Linked DNA regions of Arachis hypogaea: region 2 is linked to region 1. Evidence: chromatin contacts called from public Hi-C data. All regions are on one chromosome and are shown on one strand. Each heading gives the region's core, a stretch centred on a gene start, on an enhancer-like site or on the middle of the called end of the contact. The rest is flanking DNA. Distances are from core to core; before and after follow the strand shown. Region 1 holds the start of LOC112703313 (phosphoglycerate mutase-like protein). Region 2 has its middle 16 kb from the start of LOC112704440.

The links. A called contact is a pair of places that touch in the nucleus more often than the background predicts.
Region 2: a Hi-C map of leaf shows a contact between it and region 1, with 3 times the contacts expected there. The contact joins the enhancer-like site here to the promoter of LOC112703313 in region 1. A contact is called at or near these places in 4 of 8 Hi-C or Micro-C datasets (leaf and an unstated tissue).

What each region holds. Positions count from the first base shown.
Region 1 is chr7:66,647,669-66,653,363 of arahy.Tifrunner.gnm2.J5K5, forward strand. LOC112703313 (phosphoglycerate mutase-like protein) reads right to left here and starts at 1,755. Exons shown (of 11, transcript XR_011864103.1): 1 at 1,504-1,755; 2 at 596-660; 3 at 96-203.
Region 2 is chr7:66,889,174-66,894,441 of arahy.Tifrunner.gnm2.J5K5, forward strand. No RefSeq gene overlaps it. Among protein-coding and RNA genes, the nearest start is that of LOC112704440, 16 kb to the left of the region's middle. Within about 2 kb of position 1,293, at least 2 of the 3 cell types and tissues checked have open chromatin away from gene starts, as enhancers often do.

The DNA.
Region 1 (5,695 bases), core at 505-3,004:
CAAAGACCAACCGGAAATATTTGTTGACAACATGACATTATCCAAATTCAAATACGCACACACAAAAAGAAAGAAAAGAAATAAAAAATAATTACCTGCTTCCAACCAAGAGGTGTTAGTTGCGCATCAAAAAGATCCTCAGACATATATGCATCATGGTTCTTCTCTCCCTCAACATTATGAATTCCTTGGGCATGCCTAACCTATATTCAAACATGATTTAAGACATTAATGCTATAACTAGAAAGCAAAGCAAATGGTGTATGATCTCAAGAACCACAATACAAATATACAACATACTTTAGAACTCAACCTATGAACTTCTAATCACCTAAATGTATTCAGTATCAATTATCAACTAAATTTCATGCACTTCATAAAAAAAATTTGAAGACCACACAGCACGGAATTTCATTGAACAACACCAGTAATAAACACCAATCCATTTATAAAGTACCACAGCTGAGTACATTTTAAAATTTCATATATCAAACCTCCATCAGGTTGGAATTTAAAAATAAAATAAAATAAAATAAATTTCTTAGCATAAAAAAAAAAAACACAAAAGTGCTTAAAGGATAAAATTGTCACATACCAAGTGAATAGTTTTGCAACGATGCAATGGATAGAGACTTTGATCTACGGCAGCGGTACCCATACCTGTAAATAAATAATAAACTGAATTATAGAAAAAGAGACGATGAATAAAATATTAAAGCTCAAAAAGAGAACTGAAATTGCAAAAGCGTAGTAAATGGTTTCGGCATAGATACCGGCAGTTCTGCAGAGTGGCAATTATAATAACAATAATAAATTAATAATAATAATAATATAAGTAGAAAAAGCGAGAATCTAATTTTGGCATAAAACCAGCATATGCTACCGTACATATGGAATGGAATTTCAACAACAGCATCAGTGGATATAACAGTGAACACTGAACACCACATCATTTTTTTTCCCTTATCAAAATTTTTAATTCAAAATCACGTATTCAAACACAGCAAATGTTCACGAGATAAAACTTATGTTAAATCCGCGATTCTATCGTATGATTGGTAAGTTTGTGTTGAGTTTATAAAGTTAAAAATCTTGCTTCCTTAAAAGCGTAAGAAGAAGAAGAAGAAGAAGAAAGTGATCGAAATGCTAAGAAAATTGTGAATGAAGTTATGATGAGCTTTCCAAAAGTGAGGAATTATGAAATTCTAAAATATCTGATCTGAATAGAATACTTTTGGCTATTAATATCAGATCGAAAGAAGTAGCGTAATTGATAAAAGCAGCTGGATCTAAATATCTAATAGTAGTTGATATGCACTACTATTTGATCGATACCGTGGAATCAGCAACATTCGAAAATAATAATTAATAATTAGTAATTAAATACGAATAATAAATGCAGAACAATTAAAATTTAAAATATGAATTGCAACTATAGAGGAATGAATGAAAAAAACGAAAGACAAAGAAAAGGCGCGAGAGAGAGTTTGAGGTTTGACATACCAGGAGAAGAAAATTTTGATGCGAGGGAGGTGCGAGTGATCAAGGAAGGGATAGAAGGAAAGTAAGAGGGTAGTGTTTGAAAATGAGGGCAAATGTGGAATTTGGAGTCGGGGTTAATGGAACGATGGAAGGACGGTTAGGAGTTAGGAGAGTTGGCGGCTGATGCGAGTGATGGGAAGATGGAAGAGTTCGTGTTCGGTTTTGGTTGTAATGCCTTTTCCCACGTGGACAAGTTGCCAACTGCACAACGTCAGTTCGTCAAACGTGTACCGGGTTCAAGATTTGGTGTGACTCAACTCAGTTGGAATTCTTTTTCTTGAATTTAGATTTTTCATTTTTATGAAATATAATTTTTGAGTCGGATTTGTTTCATATTTTAAATAGACTTGTTCTAATGGTAATGAATCTTTTTAATTAAACATGTAAAGTCTAAAATCTGATATTTAATTCTTGAATATTGCTTTTTTATATTTTTTTTACCTTATTCGTAATATATGATGAAAAATTATATTTTATTCCTTTAAGTAAAAAAATTGACAAAATCTAATTTCTATTTTTATTAGTATTTTATATCTAAAATATATTTTTTGTCGTAAAATTAGTAATAAACTATATTTTTTTATTAAATAATATTATATTTTTTCTTTTTTTTTATTTTCTTAAACTCTTCGTATTTTTGTTTAGTGTATTTTTTTATTTTTAGTTGTGCCTGTTTTAGATTCTTCAAACATTTTTCGCTTTTTTTCATTCTTTAATTTTAAGGTCGGTATTTTTTGGGTTTTTTTTATCTATATGCGCATATGAAATACATTTATTCCCAAAATGCGCACGGTTTGAAACTCCTCCTCAAATACGCACTGCCAACTCACAAAGAACAAACACGAAATGGAAATATGAGGCATATCATGGGGGTGTCCGCGAAATAGCTTCTGGCGATTGACACAAACCATTTCAATTGCGTCAGCCACGAAATGGGTCACTTCAGCAGCACATACGAAATGGATCACCTTAGCAATGACACACACGAAATGGCCCATTTATTGTATAACGAGCACGAATTGGCCAATTCATGGGAGGCACACACGAAATGGCATTCCTCACGTGTGGTAGACACGAAATGGCTAGGCGAGCAGTGAAGGCAGCAACTCCTAATAGTTACAGTTTTCGTACGAGCATGCATTGGGTGGATTGGGTGGCAATTTATTGTACTCTTGTGGGTGAAGCAATATAAAAGGGGGTGGAGGGGAGTGGACCAATTCGAAGGGGTAGTAAACAGGAGAGAAGTAGTGGGTTTAGTGTGTAGTTGTGTATTTTGGTGGGGTAAAAAAAAAGTTTTTGTGCTGGAGGAATATTTTTTTAATTCATAAAAATGAGTGGAAGTGGAATTAATGTGGAAGAAAATCTTAATAGGTTGGATGAATTTCACATTTTTGCTCATTTACATCTGAAGGTGAGTTTTTTTAATAAATAAATAAAAATTTGTTAATGATAACAAAAAAATGTTGTAAACTGAATATTTGTTTTGATATATGTATTTCAATTTCAGCCGGTACGTGTGTTGCCTCCGCATGGCACACTAGTCGATGTTTTCTCTTCAGACGAAGCAGATCCGAGTATGGAGATTAGGAGGCAGATGCTTGAACCGTATTTAAGAAGAGCCAGATTCTGTTATGCGTCTTTAATAAAGCGTTTTGAATATGACAACCCATTGATTAGCGCTTTTGTGGAAAGATGGCGTCTTGAGACCCACACATTTCACCTCCCATGGGGTGAGTGTACTGTTACTCTGGAGGATGTTGCCATGCATTTGGGGTTACCAATTGACGGTGAGCCGGTGAGCGGCACTCTAAGGTCATGGAGTAAGTTCCACCAGAGGGATATTCGGCAATGGTGTGAGGAACTCCTCGGTGAAGTTCCTGGCAGACATGTTGGGACCATGAAGTATAACAAAAAATTGAAGTGGCTCAAGAGTATACTACAACAGATGCCTCTTGAGTCTCCCGATGACGCCCTCGTACAGTATGCATGTTGTTACGTTATGTATTTATTGGGTGGCGTTTTACTTCCTGACAAAGCGAACAACACGGTTCACGTACGTTATCTTCCTCTCCTGGCCAACTATGACGCCATTAGTACATATAGTTGGGGCAGTGCCGTGCTCTGTTGGTTGTATAGAGGCATGTTTCTAGCGACTGATTATAACGTCGAGGGAATGTCTGGCTGTCATACATTACTGATGTCTTAGATATACTTCAGGCTTCCTTTCTGGGCACCGGACGTGACGAGTCCATACACGTTTCCATTAGCTACAACGTAATATATTATATTATGTTACATAACTTCCGTATTTATGACTTGTGTTGTTATTTCATTTGCGTCAGAATTTAAATGTGGTCACGATCATGGTGTTCTTTCAAAGGTTTAGGCGGGCAAGAGAGGAAAGAATGACTACGCCGAGCAACGCTTGCAAAGGCACCGTCTGAGGTTAGCCACTTTGAAGGTGGACAAGGTAATTATTCTTGTTGTATGTTGGAGCATGAATTTTTTTTCCCCGAAAGTTCGTCTACCTGTGTAAATGACACTTGGTTTTGGTAGTTTCTGTGGATGCCGTACAGGGATGCACGTATTCTGTCGAGGGTGCCTGTGGAATTTCTTGGAGCTCCGCATAGGGATTTCTATATGGCAGTTGTGCCACTGATTTTGTTCCGCTGGATTGAGATTGTTAACATCAATAGAGTCATGCAGCAATTCGGTGGCAAACAAGGTCCTTCGAACCCTTCGTTAAATATAGACACCTTCCATCGCCAATCGGCTCGCAACGAAGATGGTTGGTAGCCCATTCGCCTCCAGACATAGTTTGAAGTGTGGGCAAACCGACAAACTGTGTCAATATCGGCTATATATTGATCGGACAGAAACCTTGCAACCAGTTGTGATTATTATAGGTGGTATTGCTCGAAGACAAAGCGGTTTTTGTCATCCCTGGATGTGTTGTACAATCCCTGAGTCTACATAGATTCTGGCTATTGCCTTCTGCTTCACTAGCCAAACCTTCTTGTAAGACACCTTGTATCTGTACGCCGGCTCCACAGATCCCTGCAACACCTTGATGCAAATGGTCGCGTTTGCCTGAACCATGGGGGAATATGTGCTGGCATATGACATTTGAATCAAGTTGAGCATAATCTTGTGACGTCGCAGACGCCAAACAACTGTGAGGCCCCTGGTATTTTCGAATTTCCCAAAATCTGGACGCCCTCGTCTTCGCAACCCTCACCATCCAGCAACATTGGTCACCAAAAAGTTTACATCGACATACATACCGAGTATGATCTGACTCCACTACTTTGAATTCTTCACTTCGACGAATGTTGTAGTTCTTAATAGCAAGCATTGCTGCATCTTTATTCAGAAATTTCAAGCGAAGCTCTAGCTCCCTTTCACCGGTCAAACCATATTTACTGGGTATGTCATCCGCATTTGTCGAGTTCATTGGACCAAGACATAAGTGCAGGTAGTGGTCGAGGGTGCTGTTCGAAAGACCTCCAACCCTTGCCACATTTATCGGTTCGACACGAGTTGGGATAACCCTGTCGCCCTCAAATGGTTGGGTTTCCGGAACAACTTCTGCTTCCTCTCTGCTATCATCCTCAATCTCGTCTTCCTCAAAGGAGTCAGCCAACCTGTTGGCCATTCCTTCCGGATATGCGACATGGACAGTGGGGGAGGGACGTCGGTCAGGAGTTTCTGCATTTTGGGTGGGGGCTACGAAGGCGTTAAAGGACGGACTGCGAGCCCTACCAAACTCCGAAAACGGAATGCCTTCACTAGCACCAGAATTTTGCATTTTCTCTACGTTATTTGAACTAGATGAGCTGCCCCCCACATCTTGGAGCTTCACACAGTTCCATCGAATAGATGCTTCTAATCCTACGATGATACGAAAACATCATCGACACGTGCTGGTCAGATTTAATATGCATTTTCTGATATGCAAACGAACTTGCCACGGCAACTGGCATCCTGTAAATCAGCGTACTAATCTCCTTTTTTCCAATCAACCCAGTGTTCATTAGAATCATATTTTTTAGTTGTTGCAGAGATGATTGTGGGGGGAATCGTTATCCAAAGTGGGTCATCACACATAAAGGTCACTCCTTTGGCTGTATACGAAATTTCTCCATTGGGATAT
Region 2 (5,268 bases), core at 43-2,542, 240 kb after region 1:
AAAACATTAATATGCAAAATACCCACATCCACATGCCTCTTCTATTAGGATTTTCCACATTGAAGCATTAAAGGCTCAGTCTTAGTCATCACATCTTATTAGTTTCAATATCAATTTTAATTAATTCAATATTTGTTTATTTGTTCAACATCCTCAATCGCGCATTATATTTTCATATCTCTTCTATTACATTCATTAGCAATTTCTTTTTTATTTCTTTTTTTACATCCCGTAACTTCAAAATCATCAGCAGAAAGTAGCCAAAGGGGACGGTAATAATTAAGGAACTTTTATAGCAATAACATTCGAATATTCTTAATAGTAACATCTAAAACTACTCAAGTATATAAAATATGCAATATACTAATACTATCACAAAACAGGATTTAGACACAATTTTTACTACGAATACTACACTGGCAAAATTACATGAGGGTCTCAAATTTGTCACAAAAAAACTCTTATTGTGGCTAGAATTTGACAAATCATAAAAGCAATGCCCAGCCACGATACTTTTTCGTGGCTATTTTATTTTAGCCACAGATTTTTCAAACAAATTAAAGATCGTGTTTGTTATAGTGTAGCACGATATGAGTATGTAAGGTATGTATGATGAAAATTCTAAAATATATAATAATGTCATCCAAAAAATTACTTAAAAAGTTTTACCCAAGTTATAATACTAGTACATGTGATGATCATAGAAAGTATAAACATCTTTTGAATGCAAAAGCTGAAAATGTAATTTTTGATGTGATCGAGGATAATGAATTAAGAAAAATATTACAAAATACTTAATGATCAGAGTTTAAAATAAGAAGTAACTTTTTTTTTTGAAATTAAAGTGGTGTCTATACGCATCAGGTTATGTAAATAGAATGTTAGACACTCTATTTATTAATTGAAAAAGTGTAGATAATAATTTTGAGTCAATAAAAACTAAAAATTATTTTGAAAAAGTGTAGATAATAATTGAAAAAGTGTCCTATGAACTCGTCTAACATAAAAATTAAAAAAAAAAAATCATTTTGAGTCAATAAAAAATAGAACTTTGTAGTATAATTTTATGAAAGAAATAATTGAGCCAACCTACTAGGATTGGAATGCTTTTTTGATGGTTCAAGCCTGGCTTATATATAAGTAGTTTTTTTTTTTTGGTAATTTATAAGTAGGCTTTTGTATTTGTCCAAATCTACTAATTATATTTTAAAGGTCAAACCTAATTAGGCTCAATGCAAGTTCAAAGCCCTTAATGGGCTACGTGAATTTGTCACACCCCTATTCAAGGAAGGCATTAGAACAAAATGAAGAGGTTTTGGGCCTATCTTTGTTTAGAAGGACTTTTTTGTCTTTTTGACTAGAACCACACGGAGGACCCAAATTCTACTTCAAAGATATTTGTTTTGGTCCATTTACTAAATATTTTTCCAACCTATTCCCCTCTCAACCATTTAGGGATACTAAATTGACAAAAACGTCTCTAATTATTAGTGACACATAATTTATTTAGCTTAATATAATTATACTTTTACTTTTCAAATAAATTTGACTCTATATTTTTCAGTGAATCCTTTAATTGCTCTAAAAATTACGACAAATTGAATTAAATCAGACGGCTTAAACCCTCTCAATTTAATTTAAACCAAAAAAAAAAGAAGTTAATAACATTCCGTTCTTACATTAAACGGTGATTTGAATGGTAGCTAAAGATAGGAGTCCACCTCGAGAAACTCTATTACCATTCCCCATTCTGAGAGATAAATCAGGATTTTTTATTTAAATAAATAAAATAAAAGCATTAATTACCGAAATAAATAAATTTAAAAATATTTATTGATTTACATTGTTTACGTATTTTGTTTACAATGTAAACGAGATATGATCGAACGGCGCCTATAAGTATAAGTCGTTTATAGCCTGTTTCTGGACACCACTTTGATCTAATCAAACTTTTTCTCCCCTCTTTTAACCGTTTCCTACCATATTTGAATTCGATATGGTAATGGCATGCCAGGCGGGGCACGATGGGAACATCAACATACTAAATGAGACCTCCCATTATGCGGGGGCAGCCGACTTTGAGGTTAGTCGCGTTATGTTCGGTTAATCTAAGTATGTGGACATTGTTAGGGTGGTCTCGTAGTGACAAACACTGAGTAAAATGTTTTAGGGGTTGGACTGTATGATGAATTTAGAATAGTATTTGCTTGTGTAAGATTTGTTTGACTTAATTAGGATTTACTTACCAACATAAGTAATTTAGAGATAGCTGTAGAGTAGACACATGGTAGTATGTTCCTAAGTAGTAATAGTACTTTGTTCTTAAGTAAAGTAGAAAAATGTATTATTATCTCTTTATAGGTTAAAAACTTATTTTTGCATTCTGCAGAGGCCTCGCCTTCTGTTGCCCCGACGAGTCAGCCACACCCTTCCTCCACCGAACGCCATCGTCCCGTATCTGGCTGAGGCCGAATTCGGCGACACAGTGCCGCTTAGGGACTTCACATTTGATAATTTCCTGATTTCGGCACTCGTGGAGCGATGGCGTCCGGAGACGCACACGTTTCATCTCCCGTGGGGTGAGGTGACTATCACCCTATAGGATGTGGCGTACGACCTGGGCCTATGTGCACACGAGAACCCCGTTGGGGGGTGCCTGCGTGACTTTGGTAGGTGGTACAACATGGAGACGTGGGCCATGGTGGAGCAGCTCCTTGGTGCCAGTCCTCTGGTGGCGGCACAACAGGCGGTGCAGATGAAGGAATCGTTCACGCTGAAGCTGGTTTGGTTGCGTGATCGTGTTCGCCAGATACCCCCGACCGACGATCTTGAGACCCTCCGACAGTATGTCTGATGCTACATTATGTTACTGATCGGAGGGTATCTGTTGACAGACAAGTCCAACAACATGGTGCGCGTACGGTGGCTACTACTTCTCTGGGACTTCGCGGAGTGCAGGACGTTATCATGGGGCTCTGGTGTGCTGGCTTGGACTTACCAGTCACTCTGTTTGGTGGCACAACGTGGCATTACAGACATCGCTAGTTGCACTCCGCTGCTGATGAGTTGGATTTACCAGAGATTTTCTCAGTGGTGTCCACCAAATAGAGGAGTCTACCAGTACCCACTAGCTACGAGGTAACCAAATATTACTTTTTCATTTCGCTTTAAACATTGTTGTTAATTTGCATGGTTTGTTACTTAATGAATTGTGTATATCCTTGTTACTTTCAGGTTGGTTGGATTGCAGCAGCAAAGTAGGGATCAGCACCAGGTCAGGGTGCTGTACTATAGGGTCTCGATCGACCAGTTACGGTTCGATGAGGTTAGTCATGAAAATAAATATTTTGTTATTTCCTTCTACTTGCTGTATTGTAATACTTGTAATTTTGTTACACATTTTTTAATTCAGTTTGCATGGAGGGTGTACGATGACCTTGCGCTTCAGGCCCTGTGCCCGCATTGGTTATGTGAGGAGAAGGAGCAGGGTACATGGTTGTTGGCCGTTTCGATAGTCTGCTTTAACATTGTCCGGTTTCACCAAGTCGATCGGGTGAAACGGCAGTTCAATGGGGAGCAGCCAGTGCCAGGGATTCCAGTGAATCTTGACAGGTATGAACGTGGTTAATTTCTTCAAAGTTATACGTTGCTTATTGTTTGTTGCGCTAAAAGTGATACTATTTTATTTACTTAATGTGTTTAACAATAGGTATTTGACCACAACTGGTCATGGTGAGGATGTCTGGTGGCCGGAGCGACTCCAGCAGTGGTACGACGGTTGGAGGCAGAGGTTCGAGCCTGGTCCCAGGATTACCGTGCACCATACATTCGACACTAGACCGACCGGTAAGTACTACGATTGGTGGCGTGGGACTTGCCGTGTGAGGCATCTATCTGGGCAAGAGGTTTTGGAGGAACTCAGACTGGTAGAGTTTCCCCCCAAAGTCCAGCTCACAACCAGCCAGCCGAGGGACGATCTTACCCTTCTGAGGGGCGTACCGGATCGGAGGAGACGTGCGAGGAAGGTCAGAGAGGACACTCGCCGACCAGCTAGGAGGGAGCAGAGGTAGAGAGAGCGTTGGCCAGGTGAGCCCGTCAGGAGGGAGAGGGCCAGGCCTCGACGGGCTAGGGGTGACGCAGAGTCGGAGGAGGAGGCGGAGTTCGACCATCACGAGGATGAGAGAGACGTACCAGTTCACAGTGTCGCTTCACCTATAGCACCGACTCCTCCACCTCCTACCCCTCCCTCGGGACACGGAGCATGGCATTCATCCAGTTTCGATGGGCAGTAGTCTCGCCCAGCCTGGGATACATCATCACCAGGTTGGTTTGAGGGAGGTCCATCCGGGACCCAGCAGGAGGAGGATGTTCTCCTTGACAAGATTCTGATTGACAACATTTTCCTACACACGGTGCAGCCCCCCGGTCATGGATAGGTTAGCCGAGTCATTTCGCACACGTAGGGAAGTTGGCATCACGGAGGACCATCACCCATCAGCCCCCTGCCCAGACTTCCAGTTGGATGCCACAGATATCACCGGCATCTGGCTCCTCATACAGGACCCGCCTTCGGCCAGGCAACCAGTACGCGACACCCCCTCCCATGACTATTGCATGTACCTGACCCAGTCCCAGCCTCAGGTGACCCACCGGTAGCTCCACCCACCGGTATCGTCCTCAGATGCAGCAGGATCCTCGACCAGCTCGACCTCAGCGACAGGCTCAGCCTCCCCCATGTGGCACTGGGCACAAGCGCCACTACCAGGATCCACACCAGAGATAGTGATTGTAGTATTGTCTGTACTATAGTTGCATTAAGCTTATCTATGTATTTTTGTTTATTTAGTAGTATGGTATGTACATTTGGATTATAATTGGACAATTACATTTGTGGTACCTAGTTTGTGTATATTGTTATTTATATTCGTGTTCTTATGAGCATTTACGTTTATGTTACTGTTCCATTCAAAGAAACAAACCAACACATCAGAAAGTGACGAGCTCGTCATTAAACCTTTCATTGGAAGTTACAATGTTTCACGTCCAATGTTACCACAATATTAGATAACACACTACATAAAAAAATACTAACACATGCCAACTTTGGTAAACATACAACCTTAGTACGACCTACACATCTCCCGTGGGCTGATTAGAACATCCCCTTCTAGTATGACCGTATTGCCTACATAGGCCACACCGCTTCTCATGTCACTCGGTCTCATCCATGTCATTCCGGAACCTGGTTGACACGGGCCTTCCAGTTGC